Linked DNA regions of Mus musculus: region 2 is linked to region 1. The links are chromatin contacts, called in public promoter capture Hi-C maps. All regions are on one chromosome and are shown on one strand. The core of a region is the stretch at or near the end of the contact, and the rest is flanking DNA. Distances in the headings are between cores, read along the strand shown. Region 1 overlaps Tnrc6c (trinucleotide repeat containing 6C). Region 2 holds the start of Syngr2 (synaptogyrin 2).

The links. Promoter capture Hi-C pulls out the DNA fragments that hold promoters and counts their contacts.
Region 2: a promoter capture Hi-C map of embryonic stem cells shows a contact between it and region 1, with 2.7 times the contacts expected there. The contact joins the promoter of Syngr2 here to the enhancer-like site in region 1. A contact is called at or near these places in 26 of 39 promoter capture datasets (the 3T3-L1 cell line, 3T3-L1-derived adipocytes, the C10 cell line and 17 more), 3 of 15 datasets of contacts at CTCF or cohesin (CD8 T cells, the NIH/3T3 cell line and large pre-B cells), 34 of 484 Hi-C or Micro-C datasets (3T3-L1-derived adipocytes, the AML12 cell line, B cells and 27 more), 21 of 115 datasets of contacts at active chromatin or transcription factors (the 230-238 cell line, CD4 T cells, CD8 T cells and 16 more) and 3 of 9 other capture datasets (adipose tissue, liver and pancreatic islet).

Annotation. Positions count from the first base shown.
Region 1 is chr11:117,702,607-117,705,306 of GRCm38.p6, reverse strand. All of the region lies in intron 3 of Tnrc6c (trinucleotide repeat containing 6C), which reads right to left. Among named protein-coding and RNA genes, the nearest start is that of Tnrc6c, 50 kb to the right of the region's middle. Within about 2 kb of position 1,301, at least 8 of the 459 cell types and tissues checked have an H3K27ac peak or open chromatin away from gene starts, as enhancers often do. A contact at or near this core is called in embryonic stem cells, epiblast stem cells, reprogramming fibroblasts and 1 more, where this site is marked.
Region 2 is chr11:117,808,135-117,811,024 of GRCm38.p6, reverse strand. It overlaps Syngr2 (synaptogyrin 2), which reads right to left and starts at 1,358. Exons shown (of 4, transcript NM_009304.2): 1 at 1,222-1,358. The coding sequence starts at 1,320.

The DNA.
Region 1 (2,700 bases), core at 52-2,551:
TTGGGAGTGTGTGTGTGAGAGAGAGAGAGAGAGAGAGAGAGAGAGAGAGAGAGAGAGAGAACTCATGACCCTTCAGTTTTTGTCTCCCAAGTATTTTCAATAAAAGTTTTGCTTTGTTTTGCTTTTGTAACAGTAAGGCATTAATGTAGAGTTTCCTCTACCAACAGAGACAGTGAAGGCCCAGAGGGAGAGAAATTCTGGTAAAAGACCTACCATTTGCAAATAGCTCCAGAGCAGAACAACAGTGTATCTCCTGTCTACAACGAAAACAGTGTTCCTTACGGTACAACCTAAGGGCAGGATGCCAGAAAAAGGATGCTCCACAACTCATCTTCTCGTTCTGATCTTTAAGACAAGAATGAGACTTCCACAAAGCAATCACAGAACAGGACTTGAAAAACTAGCCTGGTTCTAGAGAGATGGTTTGGTGGTTAAAGAGCACTGGCTGCTTTAACAGAGACCAGGGTTTGATTCCTGGCACCCACATGGCACCGCACAACGACCTACAGTTCTTGTCCCAGGGGACTGGACATTCCCTTTTCCAGCTTCTGTAGATATACATACAGTCACAATGCCCAAACACATAAAATAAAAATAAACATTTTTAAAAGATTTTATTTGTATTATGTAAACAAGCACATTGTCACTGTCTTCAGACACCAGAAGAGGGCATCAGATCCCATTACAGATGGTTGTGAGCCACCATGTGGTTGCTGGGAATTGATGCTCCTAACCCCTGAGCCATTTCTCCAGCCCCCTGCACCCCGCCTCTGCAAAATGATTTTTTTTTTAAAAGAAAAGATAGTCAGAGACAATCTCTATTTTAATTATGATTTTGAAAGAATTTCTAAAACAGAATTTCTAAAACAAACAAACAAACTACCACTTTCAAATTTATAAGGGAGAGAGAAGTGTGGTCTCTACTAGACTGGCAGATGGAGAGGGACTGCTAAGCCCCCTGCTGCTGTCTTTCTCAGAAAGCATCCTGATACCACTGCTCTGAAGCTCACTGGCTTCGGACATAGGAGAAGGGGGGCCAGGGCCCACTGTATGATGTCCCACAAATCCTCCATGTTTGGTAGCAAACTCTGTAGCTTTAGATTCCTTCCTGTCCCCAGTGACAGCAGCAACAAGGGGACTCATTAATGCTAGGGCCTAGAACAAGTCTGAAGGCAGGAGCTGAGTGAGGGTTCTGGGGAGAGTGTAGGGACAGGCAGTTGTAGCCCCTGAACTATGTACTGCCAGGCAGGCCATGCCAGGAGGCAAAGAGGACAGGGAGGGGCAAATGCAAGCCTGTCTTATGCTGCTGTTTAACATCTCATTACCACATCAATGTCCTGTCTAACACCAGCACCAGGCATGAGAGCCACTTCACAGCAGCTGATTCTGGTGGGACTGAGTAATGATAGGCTGTGAGAAAATCAAAACCTGACACTACTAATATTTCTTAGAAAACAAACTAGGCTGGAGAGATGGGCTTGGTGGTTAAGAGGACTTGATGCTCTTTCAGAGGACCTGGGTCAGTTCCTAGCACTCCCACATCAGCTCAAAACCACTTTCCAATTCCAACGGATCCAGCACCCTCTTTTGGCCTCAATGAATTCCAGGCATACATTTTGTGGTGCACATACAAACATGCTGGCAACATACTCATACATTTAACACAGAAATAATTAACTAAAAAAGAAAATTATGTAGAAGACTTTAGATCCTTTATAATTCTAGAAGTATACAACAACTGTGTCTAGGACAAATCCAAAGGCCGATTACAGTTACCAACAAACTGTTCCCCAAAACCCATCAACGGAGAGGAGATACAAGAACCCAGCAGAGTCAGTCATCCACAGTGCAAACACCAGCACACTTACAGAAACCAGGGTTCCACAAGAGGAGGCAGGACAGTGTACTTCAGTCACCACACAGCTGTGAGCAGTCACAGCCTGAGAAGTCAAGAGTCACCAATGACAATGAAGCAGATTATGAAAATGGGACACACACACACAAAGAGGGGGGGCATATAAGCAATGCAGGAAGAGTTCCATATTTGTAAAAAAACACTGTTTTATTTGAAATCATAAATTCAAATACAGCCATGGCCAGTCCTTCTGGAGCCTTCTGAAAAGATTCTAACAGAGCAGAGGAGATGACCTGGTACCCTGCTGCTTCAATACCCATTTAACAGTAAACTCATCTGTTGAAGTGACTCTGGTAACAAGGACCAAGGACTGATACACAGGGTCAAAAGCCGTAGTTCCACCAATTCTGCATTTACTAAAAATAAAACCAAGAACTTATTCCAAGTCCTGCTCAATTTCAAATTCTACACATAATTTTGACTTTAAAACTACACAAACGATGCTGGGCTGGAAAGATGGCTCAGAGGCTAAGAGCACTGACTGCTCTTCCAGAGGTCCTGAGTTCAAATCCCAGCAACTACATGGTGGCTCATAACCATCTGTAATGGGATCCTATGCCATTTTCTGGTGTGTCTCAAGATAGCTACAGTGTACTTATATAAATAAAATGAATTTTTAAAACAATCTTAAAAAACAAAGCAAAACTACAAGATACCAAGTAGACACAGAGTATTAATACAGACTGCAGCTGGCAGAACCTTTGCAAAAGTCCTTACAATGCAAGTATCTACATGTGCAATTGTGTCCAAGGGAAGACAAAAAGAAGTATTTAATAGCACACACA
Region 2 (2,890 bases), core at 109-2,608, 110 kb before region 1:
CCTAAAGCAAGAGACTCCCCAGTCAGCCAGCCTTCTCCCTACAAGGACTTCCGGCTTCTTTGGCACGTCGGCCCCTCCCCTCCAGAGAACTACTAGTCTCCACCCCCACAACGGTTCCCCTCAGAGCAAGGTTCTTGGGGTGGTCAGATCCACAGCCAGACTCAGATCCCGCAGGAGCCAGGACAGAGGTGGGAAAGTCACCAGCAGAGACTGGCCAAAGTTTGGAAAGCAGCTCCTTTGGAATCGTCCTAGTCATTTCGCTTCCTCCCCACACCCTAAGGCCACCGCCAAGCCCACGTCAAGGCGGCAGATGCAACTGAGTCTGTGGGCACCTGGCTGCCTCCAGACTTGCAGGACCAGAGCGATCCTGCGGGGACGCTCTCAATAGGATTGTGGAACTGGCAGTCACAAGCCCCGCCCCCAGCTGTGGATGAAGCCGGAACTCCAGGACTGGGCGCGGAGTATGGGTCAGGGCTCCTGGCACTGCCATCCTGACTGACAGGGTACAACCCAGGACGGAGTCACTAGATTCCACCGCTAGGCTGGGAGATTCCGGGGAGCCAGGGCACCTCCAAGGCTCCAGGCCCAGACCCCCTGGGCGCAGTGGGGCCACCCTCAATCTGGCAGCTAAAGTCTCAGTTTTCAGTGTTTTCATCCCAAGGTATGGAAAGCTGCCCCCGCACGCCTGGTACAAGGGGGCTCGCCCCGCTTCTGGGAAGGGAGTGCATTTGGTGGGAAAGCAGACCTGTTGCTAGCCTCTGAGAGGGAAGGAAACTCTCCTTCAGAGTGCCAGGCCAATCCCCCTCCTCGCACCCCACGTGGCTGCAGAAAGTCCCTTCCAGGTGAATTCCCTAGGCTGGGAGCCGCGGCGTGCCGGCCACCTGCTGTGCCGTGCCCCTCTCCGGTCCCTCCCAATGCCAACAAGGCGACAGGCCTGCCTCCCCGGAGAACTTCGGGGACGTCCCGCACCAGAGCGGCCTGGACCAGTGGTCCAGGGTGCGGCGGGGCCCGGCCCGGAGTTGGGGAGACAAGGTCCGGAGTGGAACAGGCGACAAAACCCACGGGCTGGAGGGGACAGAGACGCGGAGGGGCACGGGGCCCCGCGCTCTCCGAAAGGCCCAGGACGCGCAGCCGCCGCCACCTGTCGCGCTCTGCGGCCCGCGGCCCCACGGGCCCTGGTAGCCAGGACGCCCGGCTCCGGGTCCTCGCTGGTGGACTCACCATGCTCACGAGGCGCGTCACCACCTGAGGCTGAGACAGGAAGCGCCGCAGGTCGAAGGAGCCGCCCGCGTTGGCCGCGCCATAGGCCCCGCTCTCCATGTCGCTTTCGCCACCGAGCCGCGGATGGCCGGGAACTAGCCGGATTGCCCCGCCCCGCCCACGGGGGCGGGTCCGGCCGCCGACAGGGCGGGGCCAACCGCCGGGAAGTAGCCCCTCCAAACTCGTGGAAGTTGGCAGCAAAACTTGGAGCTCGCAGGAGGCGCCAGGGTGCGGAAGGGGGAGGAAAAGCTCACCCCTGGGAAATATGTCCTACTGAGTTCATCCAGAAAGGATCAAAGAGTCCCCAAGAAGAGACATCCTAGGCGGCTCCCACTTTACTCTTACTTACACAGTGCCCTGGTGAAGGTCCTCTCCCATAAGCCCTCCAGACACCCAAATCCCACCAATCCAGAATCCAGGCTCGTAAATACCTGGATGTCACTTCACCATTCTGCTCCAGACCAAAGGACTGGGGCATAAGCTCTTGCCTAGCACATCAGAGGCCCCCAGTTCCAACCTCTGGACTACTGTAGTAATTAATAACTATGGCCCCCACAGTTCTGGCTACTCTTTGCTCTGGAGCTAAGCCTGAAAGCCAAAGGGCTCTGAAGGGCAGATTTCTAGACATCGTGATCACATGCTGCAAAGTACCTGGTGGCTGTTGTCTCAGGAAGAGAAAGAGGGCAGGAGAATAAGGAGTTCAAGACAACCCTGAGCTATCTGAGATCTAGTCTCAAGTACACACATACTGAGGATTGTAATTTTAAAAATTAAAACAAATGAGATCACTAGGTCATAGACTCCAGCTCCCCCTGTCCCCCAATAACATTTAGAAAGGGAACCTGATGCTTAATCGGAAGGGGTCGTGTGTCAACCCAGGGCTTCACCTTGGCCGCCAAGAGGCCTCCAGATATCCTTCTGTTGACAACACAAATTTGTTCCCAAGGAGACCATGGCTGTTGAGGGGTGTAGAGGGCTGAGAAGTGACACAGAATGGAGTCATGACAAGATGGCTTTACCACAGTCACTTCAATGGATAATGAATAATGAGACAGACTCACCTCAGTAATGAGGGGGGCTGGACAATAAGGAAACTGAGGCAGAAGCCTGCCCCACCAGAAGGGTCACCACTCGGGAGAAGACAGGAGTAGGCACAAGAGAGACTGGGCCTTCTAACAGTCTATCTGCGTCTATTTGCACCCTCCCCACACTAACAGAGCCTGTGACAAGCCGCTGGTAGGTGAGCCCAGGGCTACCTCCTAAAATCTGTTCATACACGCCATGAGTGTTTGATGAAGGAGAACTGGCTGTCAGGACTTTCCTACAAAGCCTCCCTTTCTCTCTCTCTCTCTCTCTCTCTCTCTTTCTCTCTCTCTCTCTCTCTCTCTCTCTCTCTCTCTCTCTCTCTCTCTCTCTCTCTTTCCTACACAGAGAAACTCTATCTCAAAAAACCAAAACCAAAACCAACCTTTTGCCATTACATCATTACATGTAATTGGTTTGTGCCTGGGGTGGGTGGGTAGAGCACACGAGATGACACATGTCATAAAAAGGACACCTTGTAAGACATAGCGCTTGCTCCCTTCACAGGGTGGGTCCCTGGGATTGAACTCAGGATCCCAGACTTGGC